2 separate regions of the Zea mays genome follow, and region 2 is linked to region 1. The links are chromatin contacts, called in public Hi-C maps. All regions are on one chromosome and are shown on one strand. The core of a region is the stretch at or near the end of the contact, and the rest is flanking DNA. Distances in the headings are between cores, read along the strand shown. Region 1 holds the start of LOC100501535. Region 2 holds the start of LOC100384085.

Region 1 (3,114 bases), core at 165-2,664:
TTGGCTGTCTGATTCAGCGTTGAGATCATTCGTAACACACCCAAGGGTACGTGAATTACAGATGATCATGGTGAGTAGGGTGTGTACCGGGTTAAGGCGATGGCAGTGCCATATCCACTCACAATCAAGAGGAACAACCAATGGACCATCTACAACCACACCCTTAGTGTGCTTGTCAAGAAGCGGAAGCCAGCATGCTTTGTACCTAGAATATAGCAACAAAACAATGGGTATTATATCTCAGGACATGAATCAGATGGCATTTTTTTTCCTGAGCCTTTGTACAGTTGGTCCTAGCTCTGTGCTGAATTCTGCACCGAAAGCTGAAGTCCAGGCACCTCCACCCCTTACTTTCCAACTAGATATTTATTCTATATTGACTTCCATCAAGATCAAGATGGTTGCTCTACAGAATTAAAGAGGAACTTGCAATGGACAGTCGATGACCAACCATGAAGAAGCAAAGCATTAAAAAAGAAGTCCCTCGCTCAAAACAAAGAAACCTTTTGTTTGCTTGTTTGTTTGTTTTTCCCCCCGCAACCAATCATCCGTACCTGCGTATGGCCCGGTCGAGCAGCGGGCCCTCGTCGTAGAGCCACCGGCGGCGGTCCACCGCCGCGAGGAAGCGCAGCTGCCGCAGCGCCGCCGCGACAAGGTCCGCCCCGACGGGAACCCCCTCCTGCGCCGCCGCCCACCGCGCCGCCTGCTCCCCGTCCATCTCCTGTCGCCGCCTGCGGGACCGGTCACCACGAGGTCAGACGGCGGGGTGTGGCTTTTCGAGGGGCGCGCGCGACGCGATCAGGAGGCCGGCCGGACGGACGGACGGGTCCGGTCCTTTGATCCCTTCTTCTTGCTGCCACGGAAAGCCAGAGAGAAAAGAGAATCGACGACACGGTTTCTTGCTTGCTCGGGACCGTTTGACTTTGCTCGGGACCGCCCCTTTTTTTTACTTAAGGACTAGTTTAGAAACCTTTTATTTTATTAAAGAAAATTAGTTCATTTTTTTGAAAAAAAATAGAATTGTTAAGAAAATGGGTTCCCAAACTAGCTGTAAAAAGAAGATACTACGGATGAATCGAAGAGATGCAGCAGAGGACGCATGAAATAGTCGTATGAGAGAGAACAAACGCTAACGCCAGCCGATGAACCTGAACAGAGCGACGAGATGAAGAACCTGCGAGATGGCAACGCGCGCGAGAGAGAGCTCCACAGACAGAGACTGAGGTGGCTGTCACTTATGGCACCGCACTTGTGCCTGTGCTGCTACCACTCGAGCTCGAGCTCCCTGTTTATAAAGGCAGTCGGTGAACTGGGCAACCAATGAACTGTCGCTAGAGGATTTTTTAGCTGAAAACCCCTGTGCGTGCAAGCTACGTCGAGTCTGCCGTTTACAGAGCTGCCGTGCTCCGTGAAGCAAGCACATGGAAACGGCAGGTCTGCTCCTAATAACAAACCAGTCCTAACAAAATTGTCTGGACGCAATCGACATGAAGAGTCAGCTGGCGTGTGCATGCGCCCGTCATGTTATTAAAGAACGGCTGTGCTCGCCCGGCCGGCAGATGAAGTGCAGTACGGTCGTACAAGCGAGCGGCGGATGTCGTACAACAGCAGCAGACAACACCAACACATGAGAGTTGTCGTCTTTGTTACACATGACATGATGCTGATATATGTCCTGGGTTTTCATCTTCGCTTCACCAACCATTACAGCAACGACTGATGTCGAGTGGGGAGACGATGTTCGACGCGTGCTCAGCTCAGCTCATGGGTTCCATCAGTCGTCAGTCTCGCGTGCCTCCTCCCGACTGCAGCAGGAAGAAGACGGCGAGGCCGACGACGAGCCCCGACACGGCCAGCGCCAGCGTCGGCGCCGGAGTACCCACGCCCAAGTTCTGCACGCCACCCACAACAAACTCTTGTTATATGTTGTTACACACGCGTTCGTTCCTCGCTTCTGTCGATGTTACGTACGGTCCTACCTGAAGGAAGCCCTTGCCGGTGGCCACCTCGACGGCGATCGCGGAGGCGAAGCCGACCATGGCCGCGCGGCCCAGCCATGTGTCCGGCCCGCCGCCCTTCTTCGCGCTCTGCTCGCACCTGATGATGGACAGCGACCTGCTGCTGACGGCCCTGCAGGAGACGACGCGCCTCTTGCTGGGCGCCGCAGATGCTGCGTTTCGAGTTTCGACGACGGAACTCACTCACTCACAAGTGAATATAAGACATAGACAGAACGCCTGAACTGAATAAATTCTGCAGCTTAGATTCACATCCACGCTGCCGCGTACGTATACAACTACCGAGATGGATTCGAGCGCAGAGAGCCGAGCTGCCGATACGTACCGTGGCCGGACACGCGACCGAGCGACGGCGCCGCGGCGGCGGCCACCGGCGACGATGAGCGGAGGGCGGGGAAGGGCGCCATGAGACCGGACCGCTTGCGCGCCTCTCTTCCTCCTCGTCTGGTCTTGAACTGAACGAACCTTCGTCCTCGTCCTCGTGTTTGCGTTTTTTGTCTGCAAGGGTAGGAGCCTGCCAGTCGAAGCGAGTGGCCGACGGCTGGCCGACGTGGCCGTCTGGAGCTGCGAGACACCCTATCCATTCCAGCGCAGCGCAGCGCAGGACGGAAGGAGCCAGAGAGCTGGCCGCATGCACTGTCGGGCCGGGCTTGAAAGGGCCTCGTTAGGAAACCGACACTGCGCCCAAGGCCCTGTAGACAAGCCCAACTGACAATGCCCGACCGATTAAGGCCGAAGCTAGTTTCTCATGACTCATGAGATGCAGGGGAGTGGAAGAAGCATCAACAAGCATGCCCCGCCGACGACCTTGTTGTTGTTGGTCGAGCAGCTAGCGTCATGCCCGCCGTCGCGTCGCTCTATAGATCTCATTGGTGGCCGGCGGGGCCCGGTGGATCGGAGAAGGCCGCGGTCGTCGTCCTCGAGTCGTTCTCATTCTTTTATGCTACACACACCTGAATGCTGTACGCGTCGCTGGAAACGAAGGGGATGGCATGCATGGTTCAAATCCAATCCCCCAAACGCCATCTGATTTTGCGCTGCGGAGTTGCGGACCCATCTGAGTGCCGGCGATTACAATTATTATAAAATCGTTCGC
Region 2 (3,114 bases), core at 437-2,936, 250 kb before region 1:
TTAATCATGTTCCCGCGAAAGGGCCTCTAGCTGAGTTGATTAGGTGGTCTGAGTAGCACTCCTCAGGTCCTGTGTTCGACTTACCGTGGGAGCGAATTTCAGGCTGTGGTTCAAAAAATCCCCTCGTCTGTCCCACGCCAAAGCACGGGTCTAAGGCTCAGCCTCAGTCGCGGTCGTTCTCATATGTGCTTCATTGCCGCTGTGTATGGGTGGGGCAGGGTTCGGGGGTTTTCTCGACCTGTGCGAGAGAGAATGTCTTCTTCTTAATACAACACTTGGGGGCTATCTTACCCCTGTAGCCTGTAGGTCGAGTTTTTTAGTTAATCATGTTCCGGTTTCTAAGAGAAACTACTTATTAATACATCTCAACATTTTTTGCAGGGTTATTGTGCTGGCCACTACTCCTGTCCTGATACTATCATTGAGTGTTATGTCTATGTCCACCCTGGTGAATATGGGACCGTTCGAAAGTGCCGTCCTCTTCCACTTCGCATTAACCATTTGCTTCTGGTCCTATGTCATTGGTTTGGGACCGATACCAAACATTCTCTGCTCCGAGATATTCCCAACCAAGGCCCGTGCGACATGTGCAAGTTTCTGTTCGCTTTCCTTCTGGTTTGGGGGCCTGCTTTCAGCGTACTGCTTCCCGGTGATGTTGAGCACCATCGGGCTTGGCGGAGCGTGTGGGATCTATGCACTTGTGTGCTGCGCTCCGCTTTTTCTCGTCTACTATCGAATACCAGAGACGAAGATGCTTAACCTGGAGCTCATTGCGGAGCTGTTCAAGCTTTCAAGGCAGGAGCATGTACAGTAGATTGTCCAGGAACCGAGGTAGCCCAGGCTGAGTGCCGATGGATGGTGATGTGTGTACATATGACAAATGTAACTTTGGATGCTGAATTTGTTTTTGCTAGTTAGGAGGATTGGTGATAGTGTACGAAGTGGTTTACTCTTTTGCTGTCCACAGGTTGCTGGCAGTGTTTGTAGTGTTTTGTCTTAGGGGGAATTCCTGTACTCCACTGTAATTGTAATGTACCCTATAACTTATTTGTCATCGCAAATATCCTAATGCAATTTCTTATCCTTCCATACCATTGCTAGTGGTATAGAAGGGACCAGGACATGCAGTTTTCTTATATTTTTTTATGCCGTCGCCGGTGGCATGGAAAGGTAAGAAATTGCATCCATCCGAGTGTCATTACGAGAGATTAGGACATTTGCGATTGGAAATAAAGTATTAGACAAAATTTGGCATATAGACAATTTTTCTTTGGTTTAGATGTACAGCAAGAAATTCTTCGGTACTCAATTCATTTATTAGAGAGAAGTATTACATATCAAGTTACGTAAGGTTCTTCGGAGGATGATTTTGTTTTCTTAAAAGGCTTACTGGTTGTGGGCTTGTGGTTATGAAGAAAAGCATATGTATGTATAATTTCTAAACGAAGGTAAACATATCCTATGCCTCATTTTCCGCATTTGATTTCTAGCATGTTATATTCGTGCAATGCAACAACGAACATGAAGCTGTTTCAGCTTTTACCAATTTAATCCTTGCTTATTTTGCACCCTGGCTATATTTAGCCAGGGACCATTTTACCTGCCAGGCCAGGGAGGGAGAAAGAGAGGTTTAGCTGTAGGACATCCTCTGTTGTAATTGTAATCCAGCCTTGGTCTCCCATTACATTCCTCCACACCTGTTCTGAAAGAAGCTGGAGCACCGTACCTCTGCTGCTTTGCATTGCATCGCATCGTCTTCTCCCGTTGGTCGCTTGCCGTCTCAGCTGCGGGGGCAGGGGCACCCTACCTATTTTTGGGCGCCAGCGCAACCACTGGAGGAGGCGTTAGACAGAAACCAGGGCGAAGCAGCGCCACGAAAGGCAGGATCCGTCCGAGAAGAGAGAGCTGGGAGAAAGCTAGAGGACAGGCTCTGACCACCACCACACCCGGTCATGGTCACCCTCCTCGCCTTCCGGCTCCCACCTCTTTTTTTCTTCTTCCTTGTCCTCCTCCCCCTCATTGCAGCCGCTGCCGACGATGGCAATATGCCGCAGGAAGGGGCGGAGGCGATGGCGGCGCTCTTAAATCTCAAGAAGTCGTTCGCGGACCCGACCGGTAGGCTGGAGGCGTGGTCGGCGGCGTCGCCGTTCGCGCCGTGCGACGCCGCGAGCCCCTGGCCCGGGGTGCAGTGCTACAAGGGCAGCCTCGTCGGCATCCGGCTCACGCACATGAACCTGTCCGGCACGTTCGACTTCGGCGCCGTCGCCAAGCTCCCGCGGCTGCACTCCGTCAACCTCAAGCACAATGCCCTCTCCGGCCCGCTGCCGCCGAGCCTCGGCACCCTGCGCGGCCTCCGCGCGCTGTACCTGTCCTCCAACAACTTCTCCGGGCCGATCCCCGCCGCCGTGTTCGCCAACATGCGGTGGCTCAAGAAGCTCTACCTGGACAACAACCGCATCACGGGCCCGCTGCCGGCCGACGCGATCGCCAGCGCGCCGCGCCTCATCGAGCTCCACCTCGACCACAACCAGATCGACGGGCCCGTCCCGTCCAAGCTGCCGGACTCGCTCAAGCGCTTCAACGTGTCCCACAACCGCCTCAGCGGCTCCATCCCGCCCAGCGTCGCCGTGCGCTACGACGCGTCCTCGTTCGCCGGGAACCCCGGGCTGTGCGGCTCGCAGGGCAGCGACGCCGCGGTGTGCGTGGCCGCCGGCCCGGCGCTCCCGCCGGCCATGCCGTCGCCCACGGAGGCGGACTACGCGGCCACGGAGGAGGAGACCAGCGTGTTCGTGGTCGTCGGCATCATCCTGCTCGTCATCCTGCTGGTCAGCGGTGCCATGGTGCTCATGCTGCGGCAGGACGAGAGGAACAGCGCCGCGCCGGCGTGGGACTACTACGCCGGCACGGCCGTCGGCGCCGGCGCCAGCGCCAGCAAGTCCGCGGCGCCGCGCGCCGGGGAGATGGTGGCCGTGGACGTGGCCGGCGGGTCGTCCAGCCACGGCGGGCGGCGGATGGGCGAGTTCGTCCTCCTGAACGACCACATCCCCGCGTTCGGCCTGCCGGACCTGATGAAGGCCTCCGCCGAGGTGCTGGGCAACGGCACCCTGGGGTCGG

Evidence for each region. Hi-C and Micro-C count contacts between places; a contact is called where the count stands out from the background.
Region 2: a contact with region 1 is called in a Hi-C map of leaf, with 6 times the contacts expected there. The contact joins the promoter of LOC100384085 here to the promoter of LOC100501535 in region 1. A contact is called at or near these places in 5 of 25 Hi-C or Micro-C datasets (ear, leaf, root tip and 1 more).

The regions. Positions count from the first base shown.
Region 1 is chr4:6,007,218-6,010,331 of Zm-B73-REFERENCE-NAM-5.0, reverse strand. LOC100501535 reads right to left here and starts at 1,414. Exons shown (of 9, transcript NM_001368659.1): 1 at 1,175-1,414; 2 at 555-731; 3 at 88-205. The coding sequence starts at 718. LOC100275364 reads right to left here and starts at 2,600. Exons shown (of 3, transcript NM_001149393.2): 1 at 2,344-2,600; 2 at 1,980-2,170; 3 at 1,583-1,892. The coding sequence starts at 2,425. The coding sequence ends at 1,782.
Region 2 is chr4:6,255,694-6,258,807 of Zm-B73-REFERENCE-NAM-5.0, reverse strand. LOC100384085 reads left to right here and starts at 1,686. Exons shown (of 2, transcript NM_001176682.2): 1 at 1,686-3,114. The coding sequence starts at 1,953. It overlaps LOC100272411 (Monosaccharide-sensing protein 2), which reads left to right. Exons shown (of 6, transcript NM_001352924.1): 6 at 382-1,053. The coding sequence ends at 814.